2 separate regions of the Ovis aries genome follow, and region 1 is linked to region 2. The links are chromatin contacts, called in public Hi-C maps. All regions are on one chromosome and are shown on one strand. Each heading gives the region's core, a stretch centred on a gene start, on an enhancer-like site or on the middle of the called end of the contact. The rest is flanking DNA. Distances are from core to core; before and after follow the strand shown.

What was found. Hi-C and Micro-C count contacts between places; a contact is called where the count stands out from the background.
Region 1: a Hi-C map of liver shows a contact between it and region 2, with 2.2 times the contacts expected there. The contact joins the promoter of SPPL3 here to the promoter of UNC119B in region 2. A contact is called at or near these places in 2 of 16 Hi-C or Micro-C datasets (liver and muscle).

What each region holds. Positions count from the first base shown.
Region 1 is chr17:63,259,767-63,262,466 of ARS-UI_Ramb_v3.0, reverse strand. SPPL3 (signal peptide peptidase like 3) reads left to right here and starts at 1,353. Exons shown (of 12, transcript XM_042234693.1): 1 at 1,353-1,888.
Region 2 is chr17:63,087,540-63,090,239 of ARS-UI_Ramb_v3.0, reverse strand. It overlaps UNC119B (unc-119 lipid binding chaperone B), which reads right to left and starts at 1,418. Exons shown (of 4, transcript XM_042234692.1): 1 at 1,158-1,418. The coding sequence starts at 1,401.

The DNA of each region.
Region 1 (2,700 bases), core at 104-2,603, 170 kb before region 2:
CTCCGCAGCAGGAATCATCCATCCCACTCCTGGATCCAAGCTCACTCCAAGCCTTCACATCGTTGGGACTTGCCTCATGTCATTCTCTTTCTAAAGAGTGTCTTTTCTCCTATCAACACGCTCACTCTTTCAGACCACCTCATCAACTCCTAGCAAAGTATTGCCCAGTGCCCCGGGATTCAGTTCATCTCTCCCTCCTCTTGTCTGCTGCTGCTGCTGCTGCTAAGTTGCTTCAGTTGTGTCCGACTCTGTGCGACCCCATAGACAGCAGCCCACCAGGCTCCACCGTCCCTGGGATTCTCCAGGCAGGAACACTGGAGTGGGTTGCCATTTCCTTCTCCAATGCATGAAAGTGAAAAGTGAAAGTGAAGTTGCTCAGTCATGTCAGACTCTTAGCGACCCCATGGACAGCAGCCTACCAGGCTCCCCCGTCCATGGGATTTTCCTGGCAGGAGTACTGGAGTGGGTTGCCATTGCCTTCTCTGTGAATCTGGTCGAGCCCCATTAAATTTTCTTCTGTGTCTGCCTCCAGATGGACTGTTCCCTGAGCTTTGCTCTTGCGTGGTCAGCTCCTTCTCATCCTTCAGGTGTCAGCTGTCACCTTCTCTGCCAGGCCTTCCTTCACCATGGAGACTAGGCTGCACACCCCCTCTACTGTGTCCCATTACCTTGTGTTATCATCTTCATAAAACTTATCAGCATCTGCAAGCACCTTCACTTATTTGTCGGCTTGGGCTATCTGTAAGTCTTTTCCTGTAGAATGTAAGCGCTCAGAGGGCAGACCAGCAGAATGAACTGATACATGGTTGGCACCCAATAAATATCTGTTGATGGATCACATGAAGGCCAGTATGGGGTATTCGACTTGGCCCCTCGAGGACTTGGCACAGAGCCTGGGCGCAATAAAAGCTGGCTGCGTGGAGTTATTTGCTAAACGAATGAATGAACCAACGAGCAGACCAGCTAAGCGAGGCAGCGTCCCGCCTGCTGACTGACAGGTTGACTGACACTTGGGAGCCCGTGGCCAGCAGACTCTTGATGGATGGGTGACAGCTGAGCGGTAGTCAACAGACGCGCACGGGGTTCCTGACTGGCTGGCTGCAGCAGCCCCTCGGAAAGGGGAAGGGAAGAGGGCCCCCCAGAGGCGACCGCCCCGCGTGGGGAGGGGGCGGCACCAAGCGGCGGGAGGCGGCGCAACCGCCAGAAGCCGAGCGAGCAACAGTCGCCTCGAACCGAGGAACCGACGTCTCCGCGCATGGGCCCGGCGCGAGGGGCGGGGCGCGCGCGTCACGTGAGCGTGTTTTGGGCACGTGACCCACGCAGGGCCAAGGCTCACCCCCCGCCCCCTCCTCGCCTCCCCTTGGCGGGTGTGAGCCGAGCGGCCTCGCCTCACCGCCTAGCGCCCCCCTCAGTCGCCGCCGCCTCCGCCTCCGCCCGCCGGCCATGTCCCCGGGCCGCCGCCGCCGCCGCACGAGCGCGGCGCCCCTGCGGCCCAGCGCGCAGTGAGCGCGGGGCCCTCTTGCCGTTCGCCCGCCCCGGGGCCCCCTTGTTCTCAGTGCCGCCGCCGCGCCGCCATGTTGGGTTTAGAGCCGCAGCGGAGCCGCCGCCGCCGCCGCCGGTGAGGGAGGCCGAGAGCGGAGCCCGCCCCGCCCCGGGGCCCAGGGAGCGGGTCCGCCTCGGAGCCCGGCCTCTCCCCGCCAGTCACTTTCCCGGCTCGTCCGCCCGCGGTGTGAGCGAGCGAGCGAGCGCCGGGCCGCGGCCGCGCCTTCCGCTCCCGGCCCGAGCGAGCCCGCCGCCCGTTTGTTCCCCTGCCGCCGGGCCCGGCCCGGCCCGAGCCTGCAGCAGAGCCCTCGAGAGTCAGCGCCATGGCGGAGCAGACCTACTCGTGGTGAGTGCGGGGCTCGGGGAGGCCGGGGCGCGGCGAGGGTGGGGGTCGGGACGCCGGCGCGGCCGGCCGGCGAGGAAGAGGAGGAGGAACAGGTGCGCTTCGGGGGTGGCGGGGGGCTGGGGGCCGCGGCATAGGGGTGCACGCCCCCCTCGCCCCCTGCCGGAGGGGGCGGCTGGCGCTCGCGGAAGGCGGTGAGCGGCCGGGGGCCCGGCGTCCGAGGAGGGGCTTGGAGGAGGCGGCGGCCGCGGCGGATGTCATCTGGTCATGGGCGGAGCAGGTGATGGAGAAAGGGGAGCTTGACCCCGAGGTGGGAAGCCCACGCGAGGGAAATGGATTCCCACGGGCACTCCGGAACCGACCCGAGGCGGGAGGCTGCTGGAAAGGAGGAATGGACAAGGTGGAGAGGGGCGGGTCGGGGCAAAGGCGGGGGGCCACCGGGCCGAGAGGCATCTTCTGAGAACAGGTGATACGAGGTCGAACTTGGAAGTTGTCAGGGAGGAGGAGCCACCTCCACTGGGGCTGCTCCTTACCCCTGGGATGGGGAGTGAAGGGAAGAGTTGGTGAGGTGGGCAGAGGCCCAGACGTGAGCAGAGGAAAGCCGCGGAAGGGGAGAGTCCGGGGAACCCTGGAGGCTACACCCTGCTGAAGAGGTTGGAAGGGGAGCCTGTTTGGATAACTGGATTTTGGAGAGGAAGTCGCTGATGACAGTGGGGCCTGGCAGAAATCTTTGTGAGGGTCGGTACCCTGTTCTGTAGAATAGGACGTAGCCCGGTGCCCTGGGGAAAGTATGGGGATGAAGGAGCTACAAGTCT
Region 2 (2,700 bases), core at 169-2,668:
AAGGCCTCAAACTGCCATCCTCAAATCACTGGGATGGCCTCCAGCTTCCTGAGGGCCACCTGAGCTTCCGACCAAAGCAAGTCAACAGATAAAAGGAGAGCAGCCTTAATTCATCAAGCTGGTGCTGGGGCTTCAAAGTTAGAAGTCCAGAGGATGGGGCAGGTGGGTGGGCTGGGCAAGCAGGATCTAACCTATGGACTGGAAACTCGGGGAAACAGCAGTAAGAGAAAGGGCAGCAAGTCAGAGCATGAGAACAAGAGGGAGGAGAGCCAGGACAGGGGGCGGGCTATGTACTACTTCTATCAACAGACGGTGTGAAACCGTTGCATCCTATGCAAGAAATGCATCTCTGATACTCTGACATTCGTCAATCACTAGACCAGGTGTCAAAAGCAGGATTCACATTTCGGTTTTATACGTCGAACTGAAACTTTATTAATATATACATTATATACACATAAATGCAGCCGGAAACGCCGCGGCAATGTACTTAAGGAAAGAAAAGGCCACCTGCACACAAAGAGGGCAACGCTTGGGACCCAAAAGAGGCAGGGGGCCGAGGCAGGGAGCCGAGGCAGGCTGGAACGACGAGGGGCTGTCCGAGGGGCCGGAGTGGAGGGAAACGCGGAGAAAGCAGGTAGGGGTCTGGGCTGGCAGAGGGCAGCAGAAGCTGGCTCAGGTCGAGGGGGCCAAGCTGAGCAGGAACTTCACTAACAGCAGCGAGCTGGGGGCTGAGGGAGTGGGGGAGAGGCAGCGGCCCACTTGCCAGGGTCAGGAGGAGCTAGTTAAGAAGCCAAGACGGGGTCTGTCCCCACCCAAAGAGATCCAGCTAAGGAGGAGAACGGTCGGCCCGGCCTGAGGGCCCAACCGGGACGGGCCACAAGGAAGCCTGACGTGGCCGGAGTCAGGGGAGGGCAGCCGAGCTCAAGGGGACCCATCCCAACCAGGTGAAGGTGAGGGTGGAGAGCGCCGACTCGGCCGGGCGGAGCAGTGGGCAGCGAGGCCTGGCCAGTCGGGGGCGCCTGGGTGGACCCCCTGGGCCCGCCGAGCGGCGAGCGGCCGGCTCCGCGGAAAGCGACACGGGGCCCGGGGGTCCGACTGCCCCGCGGCCCGGGGGCCCGGCGCCGAGGGGAGGACGCGGCCGGCCCCGCACTCACTCTCGGTGACCCGGCTGAGGCGCAGGACGTGCTCGGGCCGGATGGTGTCCAGAGCCAGCAGCTCCTGCTCCGTGACCGCTGCCCCGATGCCGTCGTCTGCCGCGTGGTGGGGCGCCTGCCGCCGCGCCTTGAGCCTGTTCAGGACGCCGCCGCCCGCCTTCTTCTTCTCTTCCTTGCCAGTTACTAGCCCCCCGGGCCCAACGGCCGACCCCAAGGCCGCAGCCTTCGAATTCGACCCGCTCATCGCTCCACCGCCAAGATGGCCGCCGCCTCCGCAGCGCCGTAACTATGGAGAGAGGGGGCGGGGCCGGGCCGCGACCTGGAGGCGGGGCCGAGGTGGGCGGAGCCTGCGAGCCGCGTCGCTGGCGCTCCCCGCCTCTACCCTCCCCGCCAAACCCTTTCTCCAGCGCTGGTCCATCCAGGTGGGCCGCCGCGTTAGTACCCCGGACTCTCCACTTGGCCCCCGAAGTCACCCCAAACATCTAACATATATATTTCGTACGGTCAAATGACTTTCTAGCACATAAAATGTAAACAAGGCATCTTGAGAAAATGTGTTTTCATCTGCAGTCTAGAAGGTAAGACTGTTTGCTGTGCAAAAGCAGCTTTCAGATTAGATTGCCATTCTTAAACCCTACTGCGTCAGGCTTTGGGCTAGACATTGAACTAGGCTACAAGGAATATAAGAATATGAAAGGGGGCAGGGATTGAGTCTGCTGTATTCACCACTGTATCTTGGCAGCCTATCAAGAAAGCTGAGCACCAAAGAATTGATGCTTTTGAACTGTGGTGTTGGAGAAGACTCTTGAGAGTCCCTTGGACTGCAAGGAGATTCAACCTGTCCATCCTAAAGGAAATCAGTCCTGAATATACATTGGAAAAACTGATGTTGAAGCTGAAACTCCAACACTTTGGCCACCTGACTCGAAGAACTGACTCATTTGAAAAGACCCTGATGCTGGGAAAGATTGAAGGCAGGAGGAGAAGGGGACGCCAGAGGATGAGATGGTTGGACGGCATCGCCAACTCAATGGACATGAGTTTGAGTAAACTCGAAGAGTTGGTGATGGACAGGGAGGCCTGGCGGCTGAGGTCCATGGTGTCGCAGAGTCGGACGTGACTGAGCGACTGAACTGAACTGAACTAATGCCTGTTGTTCAGTGGCTAAGTCATGACTCTCTGAGACTCCATGGACTGCAGCACTCCAGGCTTTCCTGTCTTTCACTGCCTCCTGGAGTTAGCTCAAACTCATATCCATTGAGCTGTTGATGCTATCCAACCATCTCATCCTCTGTGCCCCTCTTCCCCTGCGCTCGATCTTTCCCAGCCTCAGAGTCTTTTCCAATGAGTTGACTCTTCGCATCAGGTGGCCAAAGTAGTCGAGCTTCAGTCTTTCCAACAAATATTCAAGATTGATTTTCTTTAGGATTGGCTGGTTTCATCTCCTTGCTAAGGGATTCTCAAGAGTCTTCTCCAGCAGCACAATTTGAAAGCACCAGGTGCTCAGTAATGACGGACTGACAATGAATGAATGAGTGCAGGA